Linked DNA regions of Triticum aestivum: region 1 is linked to region 2. Evidence: chromatin contacts called from public HiCAR-type data. All regions are on one chromosome and are shown on one strand. The core of a region is the stretch at or near the end of the contact, and the rest is flanking DNA. Distances in the headings are between cores, read along the strand shown.

Evidence for each region. HiCAR-type assays count read pairs that join an accessible place to other places.
Region 1: a HiCAR-type map of leaf shows a contact between it and region 2, with 6 times the contacts expected there. The contact joins the promoter of LOC123078846 here to the promoter of LOC123078844 in region 2. A contact is called at or near these places in 3 of 5 Hi-C or Micro-C datasets (all in leaf) and 1 of 1 datasets of contacts at active chromatin or transcription factors (leaf).

The regions. Positions count from the first base shown.
Region 1 is chr3D:354,159,780-354,165,960 of IWGSC CS RefSeq v2.1, reverse strand. It overlaps LOC123078846 (probable cytokinin riboside 5'-monophosphate phosphoribohydrolase LOGL1), which reads right to left and starts at 2,302. Exons shown (of 7, transcript XM_044501483.1): 1 at 1,994-2,302; 2 at 1,795-1,892; 3 at 1,664-1,694; 4 at 770-869; 5 at 597-667; 6 at 295-438; 7 at 1-178. The coding sequence starts at 2,122. The coding sequence ends at 71.
Region 2 is chr3D:353,776,948-353,782,848 of IWGSC CS RefSeq v2.1, reverse strand. It overlaps LOC123078844 (mitochondrial carrier protein CoAc1), which reads left to right and starts at 3,525. Exons shown (of 7, transcript XM_044501479.1): 1 at 3,525-4,019; 2 at 4,792-4,877; 3 at 4,969-5,176. The coding sequence starts at 3,852.

The DNA of each region.
Region 1 (6,181 bases), core at 1,053-3,552, 380 kb before region 2:
CACTACGATTATTGCAATTGCAATCCCAGTGGCCAGTTGAGCAACCAGGGACGACGACGCCTGCCACACATCAGCACGATGCCTCCTCCTCTGGCTCCGGCGCAGCTTTCCCGTAGCCCAGCTCGGTCATCTCCCAGCTCGTCCGCGACGCCACCTCCCGGTGTGAACGGGTGTATTGCTGAGCACAATCGAGAGAATCATTCAACACAATAACAATGCTGTTTGTCAACGAGGCCAGGCGTTTTAAACTCAAGGACGCGTATTAAAGTGTAGTGGGCAGTGAGGTCAGTTCACCTCCATTTTCGTCAGCAGTTCGTGGGCAGTTGGCGCCGACACGATTATCTGCCTGCAATCGGCCTTAATAAAACCTTCTGCCGCGCCCTTGTCGAACAGCGCGAGTAACGGATCATAGTACCCGTCGACGTTTAGCAAGCCAACCTGTTCAAGTCAATCATCAGTGCGCCTGGATTATTAGTTTTTTATATGAAGAGCACGGTGTCTGTAGCAGACTCTCATTTGTCAACTGCCATAGCCCACAATGCACTCATTCAAGGCTATGGCAATGTATTACTAGTACTAGGAGTCATAATACTCACTGGTTTGTCATGGATTCCGAGCTGCGACCATGTGATCATCTCTAACAACTCCTCCATTGTTCCATACCCTCCTGGTGTCCACAAAGTAATAATCATGTAAGCATTGTCAGGTTGACGCATTAGCCCATTCAAAAAGGGTCAGGGAAGAACATGTAGAATCGGGTCGTGCATACCCGGGAGAGCAATGAACGCATCGGCTTGTCGCGCCATCTCAGCTTTCCTCTCATGCATGTCAGAGACTATCTTTACTTCTCCAACACTTGCACCAGATATCTGAAACACAAGTTTTTGTGTTTCATTACGCAAAGAAATGAAATAGGCTACATATACATCATTTTCAGATTTCTCCTATCACCATCCTACAAAGTTGAGAGATGTTTGGACAGTAGCACTTCCACATCAATTCAATATATACATACTATAGGCATAATGGTGCAATTCAAACTCCACTGCTTGCGTACTTTTCTCACTCAACTTGTGACGACCGACCTCATGGCAGGCAAATTGAACACTATTATTACATCCACCGAGCGGCCAACTTTACAACTCCAAGTTGTACCGCCCAAAAGTCCAAGCTGACGGTTCATTTTTGCGTGTATGGAAATTGGAAACAGGCCTGAAACGGACGGTCGGGAATTTCAGCCCTATTCTAGTCCAATTCCTCAATGATCACATACCTATTTGTAACCCCACAAGCAAAGGTGAATCGGTCTGGACCCAACAGAAAACGGGAATCAAATGGTGAGTGGGTGACCAACAGAGATAGATAGCACTAGTATATATTTGCTAGGTGATCGCGAAAAGTCGTGAGACCGACAGGTGGGGCCAAACAAAAGGATAGGATTCAGATGGCCCATCCATCGGCAAGTGTTCCGAAATTCCGTGCCAAATTTCTAGGCAGAGAGACGAGTCGTGCGGCTACTACTTCACTGCGTAGCAGAAACTTATTTCTCTCTCTAACGAACCGATTAGGCAATTAACAATGACGTATCAATCTGTATTTCTACGCATATATACGCATAATAAGAACAATAAGAAAACCTAGAAGGAAAGAGATTGGTACGCACCTCAAGGGGCATGAGTGCTCTTGGAATCACCCTGTAAAACAATCGAACGGATAGATACATACCCCATTAGGAAGGTTGCAGAGTACTACTACTATATAAGGGACTGTAAACAGAGGCGGCCGGCGAGGTACCCGAGGACGCGGCAGCCGCCATCCAGAACCGTCTGGGCGATCAGGCCCATCAAGCCGATGCTGCCGCCGCCATAGACCAGATCGACCCCCCTCGTCACCTGCAAGGAAAGGAAATCCCACCGTGAACGTCGGATTCTGGGGCGCCCGGCCGCCCGGGAACAGGGCGCGCGCAGCCTCGGCATTCCAGCGCATTACTCACCAGCCCCTGGCCGAGCTCGAGCGCCGCGTCGCCGAACACCGCGCGATTGCCGGAGTTGCTGCCGCAGAAGACGCAGATCCTGCCGAACTTCCTCGGCGGCGCGGGCGCGGCCGCGGTGGTGTCGCCCATGGCCTGGCTTGTTTCCTCTCGGGTCCGGGGCGGGAGGATGGGGTTAAGAGCCGTCGTGGAGGAGGAGAGGAGAGGAGAGGGAGGTGTTTGGGTTCGGCTCGTTCTTCTACCCGGTGCCGTGTGTTATCTCTCGTATCGTATCTGGGGGAGAAGCTTCAAATGAAGGCGGCATTAAGGATTCTGACGCGACTGTCCTTTTATTATGTCGTGATCAATTTGGTGGGTCATTCGAGCGGCCCATGTTGCGCCAGAAGAGCCCAAGTGTCCGATGGCTTTCCTTTTGCAGTTTGACCCTCTCAATCTACGTCACATAGCAACGAAGCCCTTTTAATTGGGAAAATGGTCTATTCCAAGGTGGCGTGCTCTGTTGAAGATCACAATTCCTTACTTTCCTGGCATGTTTTTTTCCCGATGTAATTACGCACGATGTTAACATTCTGTGATAAAAAAAAGGGTGTGCACGATGACCTTGACCTTGTGCAATGACAAAAATGCCAATTCGACATTTATGGAGTAGGTTAGGTCTTTTCTCTTTTGAAAAGCACCGATTACAATGCAGGCACACACGCACACCCTCACACCAACACGCAAGAACTGGGTTGAAGTTGCGGGGTTTTAAGATTGACAAATTCGTCACGGGCGCCTCGTCATCAATGGAAACATCGCTTCTCATTGAAAGAAATAATCCGCATTAATAAAACACCAAAACGTCAATTTGGGGTTTGATCTGTCGTGGACTGAGGATATAATAGTCCTCTTAACCATCCAATCACTAGTTTGTTGACCTAATCCTATGTTAGAAAGACGTTGAGGCTTACATTAACTTTGCACTATAATTTAATCGAAGAAATTGTAGAAGACTAAACTTGTACAAGCTAGGCTAACCTCGAAGGTTTTTAAAAGCTACTCCCTCCATCCCACGATATAAGATCGTTTTTTAAATCATGTTAGCTTGAAAGATGATCTTATATTGTGGGACGAAGGGAGTACATGAAGCATACACCCTAATGCATGATAATCGAGTATTATTGAAGACATTGTGGCCATGTGTACACCTGTTCAGATTTATTGAACTGTTGTTTTGACGCCGTAGTATCTGGAAAAAAACAACAAGAGCAAGGTAGTACTAACAGTCGTGATTCTGTTATGCGATTGTACTACTTTTTTAGATACTCTCTCTCTCTCTCTCTCTCCTAAACTATGATGCATATTTGTTTTAGAACTCAATATTAGTAAGGTTGGATGGTTGGATCAAGTTCATAGGCAAAATTATGTACATTTATAATATCAAAATAAGTATCATTAGATATACCACGAAACATGTATTGTATTATATTGTATTTATTTGGTATAACTAGTGTTGATTTTCTCTCAATAAAATTGGCCAAACTTAAAAAAAATTAACTTTGAAAATACATATACACATACATTTTTTATTATCAAAAAACCGCTTTTTAGTGTTTCAACCGATGCGTGTGGAACCATGTTCCAAAAATTCCTGCCTGAGAAGCCGGACGCTTGTTGCGCCTTCGCACTAAAAAATAATGTAGAAGAAAAAGGAGTATTTGTCGAGGTTTTAGTTCAGAACAAGTATTAAAAAGTATTTTTATTCCAAAATACTTGTCATGGTTTTAGTTCACAACCAATATTTTGGTACTGATCCTAAAAAAACAATTTTTTGGAACTGACGTGGTAGAAGAAAAAAAAAGCTTAGAGAAAGCGGCAGTTCACACTGTAAAGATAAGACCCTAGACCTGTTCACGCAAAATTTGCTTTGTTTGGAAGATCTAGTTATACTATAAATGAACCCGTGGGGTGGTTGAAACAGATGCGAAAAGATTTCCTTTGCAAGATTCGAACTTTTGAACACGCCAAACAGGTGCTGTGTGCTGAACTGCTGAGCTATGTGACTACATCACCTGTCGTGGCGATGGAGTTGTGTGTGCCGAGTCTGCTTAGAGCAACTCTACCAGACCCCGGAAAAAACCCTGACCCGCAAAATAACCATCAAAATGCGGGTCGGCGCGGAAAATCCCGCCCGAACAGACGCAGCAAACGCGGTCGGCCCGTAATTTTTTTTGAGGTGCGCGGTAAAATCTCGGCCCAAACCGTGAATACGCGGGTTTCCTCCTCGCCCCTGCGGTGCCTCGTATCTCAGTGAAGCGGTTAGCGGAAGGGACATTTCAGTCCGCGCGCCTTTCCCCATCTCCTTCGCCGCCGCCCGCCTTTGGTTCCGCCCGTCTGCCGCCGGCGATTCCGGCCAAATCTGCGGGCGGAATCGCGCCGCGGGGGCGCCCCCACCCTCCAGCACCGATAAGCTGCACCGCCCCCCGATCCGGCGAGAAGAGCCGCCCCTCGTCGCTGTCGCCGCCGGGGATCGACCGCCGTCGAGCCCGCCCCTCGTTGCCGCCCGGGATCACCCGCCACACGAGCCGCCGATTAGTGTTTGTTTTGTGCTTTGTGACGAGCGGTATGCCTAGTTGATTGACGCGGCGTGTGATTCTTGTCCATGTAGAAGGAATTGAGCCCATGCGAGAAGTTCTTGCTCTCCCATTCGTCCGATTTGGACGACTCGGATGTTGAGACGATGCTTGCGACCTCTCGGCAACAGACATTAGTGATGGCACTTGCAGATGGTATATACCCTCCTTGGTGCACCTTTGTCAAGAGCATCAAAGATCCCAAAACTAGAAAACATTGTGAATTCGCAAGGGTGCAAGAGGCAGCCCGAAAAGACATTGAAAGAGCATTCGGGGTTTTGTCTAGGTTTGCCATTGTTCGTGGTCCTGCTCGTTTTTGGGACAAGAGGACCTTGAAAAATATCATGACATGCTGTGTTATCCTTCACAATATGATTCTCGAAGATTAGATACGAATGAACTTGGAGTTCTTCTACGACAATGTGGGTAGTCATGTCAAACCAGCTAGAGACCCTAACCTCATTAGAGCTTTTCTTAAGACCTACAAAGAGATTGAAAATGCAAACACCCACTTTCAACTTCAGGAGGATCTCATTGAGCACCATTGGCAAAGGGCTGGACAGTAACAAACTCAAAATTTCTATTCATTTGTATTTGTATTCGGGACAAGTTTTGTATTGCATTATTTAGTTTGCTTTGGTGATTTGAATAATTATTTTTAATCTGGATGATTGTTGTATTATGTTGGCATTGAATAATTATTTAGTTTGCTTCCGTGATTTGAATAATTATTTTGTAGTGTGGATGTTTGTTTTATTTTTGTGCTATGGATTTGATATTTGTGGGCTGGTGGGATGCGGGATGCAGTGGCGCAAGAGCAGACCCCGCAAAGCCGACCCGTAAAAAAGTATATTCCATGAATATCCTTTTATACGGGTCCATTTGGGGGGTCTGCCTCTGCGTCCGTCCGCGCCGGCCCGGAAAGCCGTTTTTCCGCGAACTGCAAACGCGTTTTGCGGGCCGGCAGGATGCGGGGTCTGCTAGAGTTGCTCTTAATTAGAGCATCTATAACTACATATGGCAAATCCGACCTCTCAAACGCCGCGGACAGTGATCGGGAACACCTCAAATTTGCCGTCCTACATCCGCGTATCTCATATCCGGCGTCTCATATCCATACTACCCATGCACGCGTTGATCTATCCTATGTGATCAGACGACGGACAACAAAATTGAGTTGTAAAGGAACACAAGATCAGCTGCAAATGGACATAAACATACCTCACCACATCCAAAAGATCACAGGTCATCTACGGAAAAGTTCATAAACTTCTACAACTAAAACGATATAAACATCGAGGAAGAGGGGGCTGGAATCACCACTTCCTTGCCGGGCCTTTGCCCTTCCGGTCGCCGGCGCAGCTGTAGGTGTCGGAGCCTGGTGGAGGGTCTTGGTCGTCAGACGACGAGGTGCCGCTGTCGCCGCCGTCAGAGTCGGAGAGGACAATGAGCCCCTTCATCCGACAGACCCCCTGTCCTGCTCCCGCTTCAACCTTGCCACCCGAGCCTTCTCCGCCGTTGCCTCCTTTGCCTCGCGCTCCGACTGCTCAATGTCTAGCCGGAGCGCCTTGGCGTTCTT
Region 2 (5,901 bases), core at 2,276-4,775:
TTGCAATCAAGTAGAGAGGCCGTGCTTTCGGTCTTCCGTTCGAGGGATCGTTCATGGGCGGTTCGCGGGATCGTGATCGATGTTCGAGGGACTTCAAGTATGATCTACACTGACTCGTTTACTTCCGCTGCACTACCGGAGTTGGTAACGATCGTTGATCACAACCCGTTATGCATATTCATATTGTTCCTGGGTGTTCGTAGGGCGATATATTTTTTGTTTTCTACTACGTTTCCCAACAGCCTCTAAGGCATATTTCCAACAAAATGCTATGAGTGCGGAGACATGTTCTACTTTTCCCTTTCAGATTTTTGCAATAAGTCAGTAAACCAAATTTGTGCTAGTATTAATGATGATGCAAGTGTTTGGCACTCTCGTTTATGCCACATTAATTTTGGTTTAATGTCTCGGCTATCCAGTATGAGTCTAATTCCGAATTTCACTGTTGCCAAAGGTTCTAAGTGCCATAGTTGAGTGCAATCGAAGCAACCTCGAAAGCCTCCTACGGCTGCCGAGGATAGGAACTTGACACCTCTAGAACTCATACATTCTGATCTATGTGAGAGAAAGGTGTGTTGACAAAAGGCAAAAAGAGATATTTATAACGTTGATTGATGATGCGACTATATGCTGCTATGTTTATTTGTTGCAAACTAAAGTTGAAGCTTTAGACTACTTTAAAATCTATAAAGCTGAAGTTGAAAGTAAACTAGAGAGAAAGATCAAGCGTGTTAGGTCGGATCGTGGTGGAGAGTATTTTCCCAAAGTATTAATGAATTTTGTGAGGAACACGGTATTATTCACGAGAGGACGCCTCCCTATTCGCCCCAATCAAACGGGGTTACCGAGAGAGAAAGTCGCACATTGACTGACTTGATGAATGCCATGTTAGACACTGCTTATTTTATCTAAGGCATGGTGGGAGAGGCTTTGTTGACTTCATGTCATGTCCTGAATTATAAAGGCAAACGTTACATGTCCAGATACTCACCCTTGGTGTGTCCACTTGGGTAACAATCGAGGCAGAAGTTACCCGGGACTTCTCGGGCACAGCCACACGCAGTGGGCGCGGGTTAAATGAGATGATAAACGTCTGCCTTGCCTATCACGTCCAAATTCCTTTACATGCTACTCCCTCCGTCCGGTAAAGAGTGTACGTTTGGCTTCAAAATTTGTCCATAAAAGAGTGTACTTCTATCTTCCCAATGCACTTTAAAGTAGAAAAAAATACTTCTCTCTCATCACACGGTAATCAAGACCAATAACAATCTGCACATGGTATTCTTAATTTCTACATGCACTTAGCACATTGGGGGTTGGTTAATTAAAGAAGAGAGAGATGGTAGCTTGCGCTTTTCGAATGCATTTTTTATTTCACTTCATAATTTGTCGTAAAATCTCTAGATGTGCACTCTTCACCGGACGGAGGGAGTATTTTATATTCTGAGAGAGATGAAGGCCTATCTCTCATCCTTTTGAGGATTTCAACTCCAACATACCACTCCACATCACTGTGCAAAGGGAGCGCTTAAAGTATTGGCCTTTTAAGAGCACCTACAACCAGACTTTGCAAATCAGGCCCCTCAAACGCCCGCGGACGCGCCCGGACGCGCCCGCGTGCATTGACCAGGCACGCCTTAAATTAGCCACTTTGCATCTGCCTCTGCCAGTTTTCAACCCCTAGATCCATACAAAACGTGTAAAAGTAATCCTACGCACTACATCTACGTACTACCCTGGCTAATCTACGTACTCGCAGATGTCCACGACGACGGTGCCGGGTAGGAGGGCTTCGACTCATCCTCCTCCTGCTCGACCTCATCCATGTAGGCGAACATCTCCGCCTCCTCCGCGGTCTCTTGCGCCTCCATCTCTTGCTGATGACGGCGTCTTGCCTCCACAGCCGACTCCGTCCAGAGGGAATCGAGGATGGCCTGCCTCTTCGCCATCGCCCTCGTCCTCCTCCACCACCACCTCCTCCTCCAACTCCTCCTCCGGATCCACTTCATCCGGAGGTAGCCCCGCGGCGATCCGGGCTTAGCGCCTAGCCGGGATCTGCTCAAGGAGCTCGAGCCGGCGCTCCGGCGTCAGAAAGGGCTCGCTCCTCACCCGGCGGCATGGGGGCATGGCTACTAGGCGGAAGGGTGGAGTGGAAAGTGGCGGCGGCGGCGGACATGAGGAGAAAAATGGGGATGGATGGTAGGGTTTCGGTGCCGCCGGTCGACTTAAATAGCCGGGCAATGCACCACGCGGCCTGCTGGAGCTGCGCCACCGGTCCGACGGAGGAGACGAGTTTCGGACCGCTGGGTTTGAGGGCGTTTCCGGCCGGGACCCTTTCGTCAGTCCGACGTGGCGGGCGTGCTCGGGCGCCTAGGCGCCCCCATATCCACCCCATATTTGGGCTGGATATGGGGGTGCCGGTCAACCCGGGCGTTTGAGGGCCGTTTGAAGGGCCCGTCTGCGTCAAAAAATCGTGGATGGGCAGCCCGCCCAGGCGTATGAGGTGGGTTTGAGGGGTCCGGTTGCAGATGCTCTAGCAATTTTACGGTAGTTGTGTCATACCATTCAAAATTTTCATTAGAAGTTTTCAACTACTTGAAAAATACATCCTTCCGGTAAGCATGTGCTAAAAAGTCACTCGATACCATTACCGATCGGTCAAAGATCATTGACCAGGGTGAAGTGACCAAAATATCCCCGGACACCACTTGCCAGTGTTCCCTCCACGACTCACTGTAACATATGGGTCCTAATTTTTAAGTTTCACGTGCGGGTGAACGAATCCCCACGTCTTGTTACTTTTGGTTATAGTTTCATTCTCTGTGCTGACAACTGGGACCCACGGGTTATAGGATAGCGTTGATAAGTGTGGTTTAGGGGTATTTTGGTCACTTCAACCCGATCAATGGCCTTTGACCAAATGATAACGGTGTTGCGTGGTGTTTTTTTGCACACTTAATAGTCATTTTTGAGAAGTTGAAATTTTTAGTGGCAATTATTTAGTGCGACACAATTAGTGCCAAAATGGATAAAAACTCATTATTACCCTGCAAAAAAGTTTTACAGTTTTGCTAAAGCACATCTAGATGTTCCATAATTATTGCACATCTAAGTCCCATGTCATTAATCTTACATTGAGATTCGTGTGGATATTTTTTTCTCTTTATGCTTGATTCTAGATGTGCAATAATTAGAGCATATTTAGATGTGTCCTAGACACATCCAAAGTTTTATTACCAGATGATTCCTTTGTACTCCTTCGATGTGATCTCTTTTTGCATTGAAGTTGCACAAATCGGACATGTTTCCGCCGAACGATGGGCGGATTCTCATCTCAAAAGGGAAAAGTGCAATTTGGACTCTTCACGTGTACGACTCCTTGGACTGCACGTTTCGGAACAAGACTCGCCAGACATTTCCACGCACGGGTAGTAGGGCGCCACACGCGAACCAAAGCAGCACACCTGCTTTCCTGGCAACCGGCGTTGATATTTAAGGTTTGGCCGCGAAGATTCTCCCGCATATTACTCATCGCCCCTTCGGCCACCGCCACCACGCCACGCCCTGCACTTCTCCCCCTCCATCCTCAACATTCATTTTTATTATATTATATATCTCCAAAAAAAAGTGCAAGAGCAAACCGCAAATCGACCCCCGTGGCCGTGGGAAGCAGGTCGTCGCCTCGGTCAAATCCGGCGGCGGCGGAGGAGCCGTGGGCCGCAAGGCCGGGCTGGCCTGACCGGACCGCCGCGCGCGTGACCCGCCCGGCGGGATCCTTCGGGCCGGCGCCCCAGGAGGATATTCTTCGCGCTGGGGGTGCTTGATTTGGATGAAAGGAGCGCGCCGTCGGCATGGGTACCCCCTCGCAGGGCTCGGCTGCCGTGGCGGCGGCCCGGGTCGACCTCTGCGCGCTGGACCTCATGCCCGTCTTCGCCAAGGAGATGATTGCCGGCGGGGTCGCCGGTGCTTTCTCCAAGACCGCCATCGCGCCGCTCGAGCGCCTCAAGATATTGCTACAGGTTCGTTTCCTCCGCCCACATGGATGATAGAGATTTTGTTCATGGAGTTTTCGTGGGTATGCGGCTTTAGGCATGATATGTCAACGTCAAGATTGTTGTTAGTCGAAAGGCGATTTTGAAGCCCGTGAATGTGATAACACGCTCCTTAATATTGAGAAGGACACGCCTCTCCTAAGCCTGTGATTGAATGTGACTGGACGTCCCTCGACACGAGTCCCATGCCAATGAAACTGATTCGCAAGTGTGCCTTTGTGCATCAGTTCTGTTGACATAGAACATTAGCTCTGTGTTAGTGAAACCGATTTACATGGCACGCCTGGCAGTTGCAGACTTGCAGATGTGAGGCTGTGCTATAGGCGCTTCTACATTCTGTACCATAAGCATGCCTAGGTCTATTAACGTTGTTCCATTAAGCATGAGAGATTTTGGAGGGCTGCATTGCTGGGATATGGTCATGAGAGATTTTCTCAGCATTCTGACATCTTCTCCATGCAACTTGTGGTGCCATTTGGTGAATCCTCTTATTCATCTTTTGTAAAGAAGGCTATTCTTGATGTGAGAGGTAGCAAGTTCCACTTCCATAGGATTGATAGTGTCTGCTTCTGTTGGTCTTGTATATGCAAGATGCGGCAGTAGCTGCCAGCTGCTTCATTAGTTTTGCATGCCTAATTTGCGCGTGATACTATTTTGGGAGGTTTAGATGTTCTCATTCAAGTTATAAGTTTCTAAATGATTATGATTGCTAACACATTCTTACTTTCTGATTCTGCAGACTAGAACAAATGAGTTCAGGTCTCTCGGAGTTCTGAAATCCTTGAATAAACTGAGAAAACATGATGGCGTCTTGGGATTTTACAAGTATGTTGCAATTCAAGTCATTACTTGTATACTATTATTACAGAAGATGCATATAATATGTTTAGCTAACCATGCCTTGGTACTACTTCAGGGGAAATGGTGCCAGTGTGTTAAGAATTGTTCCTTATGCTGCATTACATTATATGGCGTATGAGCGATACAGGTGTTGGATCTTGGGTAACTGCCCTACACTTGGCACAGGACCTGTGGTAGATCTTTTAGCAGGCTCAGCATCAGGGGGGACTGCAGTCTTGTGCACTTATCCCTTGGACTTGGCTAGGACCAAGCTTGCATTCCAGGTATTGTACTGTGTGCTCACATTTTAGCAGGCTTTGTTGTTGTCGTATTACTGTGTACTCCTGTGCTTACATATTCATACTCAATCGTAGAGCACAGTCTTAGTACTGAGTATCAAATTGGTTTGATAAGGTAATAATTAATCATACAGTCAACAAAATTGTTTGCAAAAACGATCTTAAAACTGATACCCAACAAATTGGTGAAAGGCGCTTCTATAACTTTGTCCCCTCCCCCCTCTCCTGCCTCTCCCTGGACATACTTGTACACTCACACTCGGACACACACAATTCCATTCAACTCTTGTACTGCACAAACAGATATACACCCCTGAATATAGAGAGCTGGTTCATCGAGGAACTTTGAGGTGTGATTTCGCTGACATGGATGTCGGTTTGTCACGTATGTACCTTAAGTCACCAAATTTTGCTATGATGACAACAAAATAAAAATCCTTTTTCTACAGTGTTCTGGATATTTGTCTGATGATTAATTTTGTAAGAACTTCAGTATTTGATGAAACATCAGTTCATTATGTTGGAATGAGGAACCATTTTTATCTGCTATAACTGACTAGGATGTTGCTGGGCTGTTAGAGAATGTGCTGATATAAGCTGCACGCACGACAAAACCACATCCATATTTTAGCAAATCTGGCATCCTAAACCGCCACCAGGCTGTATTTTGGCATACTCCCTCCATCCTTGAAAGGCTTAATAATTTTGTT